Regions from separate parts of the Arachis hypogaea genome. Here region 1 is linked to region 2. The links are chromatin contacts, called in public Hi-C maps. All regions are on one chromosome and are shown on one strand. Each heading gives the region's core, a stretch centred on a gene start, on an enhancer-like site or on the middle of the called end of the contact. The rest is flanking DNA. Distances are from core to core; before and after follow the strand shown.

The links. A called contact is a pair of places that touch in the nucleus more often than the background predicts.
Region 1: a Hi-C map of an unstated tissue shows a contact between it and region 2, with 4 times the contacts expected there. The contact joins the promoter of LOC112763184 here to the promoter of LOC112764747 in region 2. A contact is called at or near these places in 3 of 8 Hi-C or Micro-C datasets (leaf and an unstated tissue).

What each region holds. Positions count from the first base shown.
Region 1 is chr17:39,753,400-39,756,189 of arahy.Tifrunner.gnm2.J5K5, reverse strand. LOC112763184 (protein NETWORKED 2A-like) reads left to right here and starts at 1,453. Exons shown (of 3, transcript XM_029294273.2): 1 at 1,453-2,790. The coding sequence starts at 1,467.
Region 2 is chr17:39,502,909-39,505,608 of arahy.Tifrunner.gnm2.J5K5, reverse strand. It overlaps LOC112764747 (protein SICKLE), which reads right to left and starts at 1,366. Exons shown (of 3, transcript XM_072222776.1): 1 at 889-1,366.

The DNA of each region.
Region 1 (2,790 bases), core at 204-2,703, 250 kb before region 2:
AAGTCTTTTTCTATTACATAGCAATATTTTCCTCTATGAAATTGTAATTTCTTTTTTAAATTTCTCATCTGGCTTAATTAGCATCTCTCCAACATTTGAGCACTTAAAGGGTGGTAACACATTACACGTATGCTAGTGGCAAAGTATCCTCCTCCTCTCCTTGTGTAATCACACTAAAGGACATTTTCGTCATACACATTTAATTTCACTTTTCTCCATATTTTTTTCCAGTGAGAATCATCACATCTTTTGGTATGTGATTCGGAAAAAAAGAAAAAAAATTGTGTGTAGGCCCTTTTGATTTTGTTTGTGTAACTTCATCGGTTTCAGTAATCTCCATTGACAAATGATTATTTACCTCAATGTAGTGAAAGTGTAAAGGATTGCTACCCTTCAGAAAGAAAAAAATGTTGCAAAGGGCAGCAAGCAATGCATATTCATGGTGGTGGGCCAGCCACATAAGGACAAAACAGTCAAAATGGCTGGATCAAAGCATCCAAGGTATCGTTCTAAGCATGTGTTGTTTCTCAAGAATCATTTTGCACTTTTTTGGTTTCCTTCATCACTCTGTTAGAAACAAAATTATACATACATATATATTACGTTTTGTTTCTCATTAGGTAAACGTAATAGTTTTCAAATTTTCTGGAAACTTTAGGATGTGCGCACAAAATTCTAGTTTCTATTAGTGTCCAAACTTCAGAAATTAAAATTTGGTGCTTAACCTAGTTGCATTCAAATGTGGATGTTTCCTCTTCAATATTTAATATTCACCATTTTCTTAAGAGTATTATTTAGAAATTCAATGATAATGACCGATAAAAGATGATGCAATGAGTATTATTATGCATTAATGGTATTAGAATATGAGTTATTGTTGTTTTTGTAGTTGCATTGATAGTCGTTTACTGCATAACGATACAATATCCAAGCAAATGCTGTGTTTGCAAAAATGGTTTTTGCTGTAGTATTTTTATGCTTTATAATTCCGTAAACTAATGAGAAAGTAACCGGTGCGATGTTGTTTCAAATTCTTTTAAACATTATTCAAATTTTAATCAAAGGGTACGTTTTTTCTTTTCAAATCAAATATTTTAGTGGTAATCTCAAATTTAGTTCCTAAAACTTTCAATGCTCACAAAATAGTTATTGATCGACTTTCGAAATGATCAAATGCTGGATTTATGAATTGTGATCTTCAATCACTAATTCAACTGCTATTAATTCAATGCTAAATGTTAAAGTGCTACAAGTGTTATTATTTGGATTCATGTTAATCTCTTCACTAATATAAAATCAATTAACCAATTAAGGAGATTCAAGATTTGTAAATTGACCAATTTGATCATTTCTAAAAGTCCAAAGTGTGTTGGTAAGCGCAGGAGATCTTACTTTGTAACAAAGTAAAGTTACTCTAGTTTATCTGAGAATAATCAAATTTAAACCTAAGAACATTTAACACAGATATGGAGGAGAGGGTATTTGATACCCTCAGAACCCTGCAAGATGAAGGGGACTCGTTTGCGACGAGGGCAGAAATGTATTACAAGAAGCGGCCGGAGCTGGTGAGTTTTGTAGAAGAAAGCTTCCGATCATACAGAGCCTTAGCAGAGCGGTATGATAAACTTTCAAAGGACCTTCAAAGTGCGAACCGCACTATTGCAAGTGTGTTCCCAGATCAAGTTCATTATAGGACTGAAGAAGAAGAAGAAGACGACGATGATGAAGAAGAAGAAGAGAAAGGATCAAATGATGCATTATCACCAAAATCTAACAATGGAAGAAGCACTAATAATAATAATAACAATGAAGCATTGATACCTAAAGTTCCAAATATCCCAAAGAAGGGTTGTTTCAGAAGTCCATCCATGTTGCTCTCGAGAAAAGGATCACTGCCAAAGAGGACTACAAGCCCTTCCGGAAAAGATTTCAAAGTTTCAGGTTCCGGTTTGTCGAAGGAACAAGCACTCGGTGAAATTGACAAGCTTCAGAAAGATATTTTGACACTTCAGACTGAGAAAGAGTTTGTTAGGAGTTTGTATGAGCGCGCCTATACACAGTATTGGGAAATCGAGGATCGGATCACGGCAATGCAAAAAAGTGTCAGCAGATTGCAAGATGAGTATGGTGTTGGAACCGTCATCGAAGACAACGAAGCTCGAACTTTAATGGCGGCCACTGCTCTAAAGTCTTGTCAAGTTACTTTAGCTAAGTTGCAGGAGATTCAAGCACAATCATCCGAAGAAGCTAGAGTTGAGTTTGAAAGAGTTAAGGAAGCTCATGAGATGTTTGAGTCTCTTAGAGACAAATTCATCTCTAAATATATGAACCAAGATGAATCCAAGATTGTAACACCAGTAAGTCCAGTAGAAGAAGAAAAGGACATGGATGATGCCGAGATTCAAGCGAAAGTTAACGAAAATAAATTGGAGGAAGATTCAAGTGAAGTCATCACTGTGACTGAAATGGCCGATAAGATTAATCAGCTTGTCAGTAAGGTTGTTACATTGGAAACCACCGTTTCGTCTCAAACAGGTTTGGTGCAGAGATTGAGATCAGAAACAGATGAACTTCAGACAAATATAAAGAAGTTGGAAGAGGAGAAGGATGGTTTGATAGAAGGTTCGGAAGTTACAAACCAAAAGCTGAAAGAAGTGGAGGAAGAATTGAGGAGAGTAAAGCTTTTGAACCGAAGCGTCCGAAGCCAAGACAATACAATCAAAGCACACTTCGTTGAGGCTAGTTATGACATTAAACACCTTTCTGAAAAACTGAATAACATGAAGCCAG
Region 2 (2,700 bases), core at 117-2,616:
GTCCAGTTCAAAAAATTCAAAAAATTTCAAAAAATTCGGTCAATCATCAGCTAATCAGCAAGGTTGCGAAAACCAGACCAATCAATAAACCGGTAAAATTACTGGTTTAATGGTTTGAACTCCAGAGTTCAACCGATTTAATTAAATATTAAATAAAATTATTAAAAAATTTATATATAATTTTGAATAAATTCAATAATTTTTACCTTAATAAAATTCAAAATTTCACAATTTTATACCATAAATTATTCATAATTTAATATTAGAAGTTCACAAATGACTTCAAACATCGAAGTTTATAACAAAAAACAACCAAAACGCAAATAATAACAAACACATAATGTTCTATCACAAGAAACATTAACAAACAAGTTTTCAACTAATAAAGGTATCTTATCAAAAATCATAATTATTATTTATTTGTTATTTCTGATGTATGTAATGATTGATGTTGCAATAAAAGGTAAATCGAATCAAAGCACGAAACAACATATGCAAAGAAAAGAAACAATGACAAGGAAAAAGAAAAAGACACCAAATGGTGAAATTGAGTAATAGAAACAGGTCTGTGTTGGAGATGAAAGGGAAATACCACAAAACATGAATAAGTGAATGAAATGAACTAGAATACAAACGGACAACAACACCAACAACAAATTTGGACAGCTAAAACACCAAAATTAAGAATAATTAAGGTTCAACACAATGGCCTCAGAAGCCATATCTCCCCCCAAACCAAATCACTATTCAACACAAAGAAAATCAGAAATAACAAATAAATGATAAATCAGCAGACAATAATCTCAGAAAATCCAATTAATCAAGTGCTAAATGCCTAAACATTAAACCAGCAAGCAGACACCGAGGAGATGGCTATTCAGTGCTTACCGATTAACACAGAGAAGGCGAGGTCGGCGAGGAGGAACGCGAGCGATGGAGGACGCGACACCGGCGAATAGCCGAACAGAGAAGGCGAGGTCGGCGATTACAGAGACGCGGTGGGGCGGTGGGGCTCAGTGCTCAAAACTGTCATTGCGGTGGCTTCTATGGTTCACTTTCAGTCTTCAGAGAAGAGAGGAGAGGAGATGGGTGTACCGTTTACGCTTACGGGGAGGATAACATGAAAGGTGAGCAACGGCGACGACAGAGGACGCGACATCGGCGAACACACAGAAGGGGAGCTCGGCGATGTGCGACACGGTGGGGGCTGTGGTGGCGGCGGGATGCGGTGGCAGCGGGATGTTGGTGGCTTCTATGGATCTCAAAGAAGAGAAGAGAGATGAGTTTGGGAAGAAGATGGGTTACGGGGATTGATTTAGGGAATTAAGGTTCAGTAACTTCAGTTTTGCTTTTGCCGTTTTTCCCCTTTTTTTTTTAAACAAAACGGAGTCGTTTGGGAGATTTATTGTCGAACCAAACCCGCCAAAAAATCGAATGGTTCTGTCAGTTTACCGGTTAACTGTCGGTTCAATCGGTTCTGTGACCGATTTTTTGTCAGGCAGTTTATAGACTTATCCGAACCGACTAGGTAATCGATTTCCGGTTAACCTGGTTGAACTGGTCGGTCCGATTCGGTTTTTAAAACCATACTAATCAGTCAAATTGGTCTGATTTTTAGTAGGTACTAGTTTTAAGACTCGTGCCAAGCACGAGGACATAGCATCAGCGACTTTGTAGGCTTGTACCGTGAATCAAAAGAGGATGATGTGATGAAAGTAACCAATAAAATGATCGTAACCAGGAAATACAGATTTAAGAAAATTTGATCAAAATAACACTTTGGAAGCAAGACATAATAGCTGAACAATGAATATTACAGTAATGGCTGAATGGCAGGGAGTAAATTGACAAAAACCTTTCTGTATACAATATTAGGAGTATGATTTGAGGTCTTTTCATAAAAATTAACAACTAATATTTTGAGACCAGACATACTATTGACTCGAGAGAGTGCAACATAAAGCTAACTATGTGTGAAAACAAACCTTAGAAGATATACATCAACAGTTGAGAGTGTCTGTTCTTAAGACTTATTTATGGTCATTGCAAAGCAAAGGATAATTGAAAACTGCCTTTGAATAAACCTGATAGATAAGGTCTCATTATTAGGAATTATGTTCATCCTTGAAATAAAAACAACTTGATCAAAAACAACTTGATCAACGTTACGTCCTACTAAGAATATAAATTAAATTATTGTAAAATAGTTGATAATATATATATATATAATATTTAATATGTAATTTATTAAGAGTTAATTTATTTTTTAATTCTTTTTTAAAAATATAGTATGAGAAAATGATAATTTTATTTGTTTAGTTAAACAATTATTTGTATTTTTTATTATGTAATTAATTTAATTAATAATTTTTATTATTATTTGCCTACTCAAAAAAATATATCAGCTTATATCGTTCTTATATTTAAACTGAGGTCAATTATTTTAATTTTAATTTTTATTTTAAACTTTACATTTTAATTGGTGAACTCTAAACTTGATAAGATTAAGCTAACCACAGTAAACATTAATCATATAGCAACTTTTTATTTTATTATATGCAATTCATCACTTATATTCTATAAATATTATGATTATTGGTGCACTCTAAAAATATACTAATTTAAATATTGAGATTAATTAACCTATCAGTTATGTTCATTTTACATGAGAGTTTAATATATATGAAAATGACATAGGTT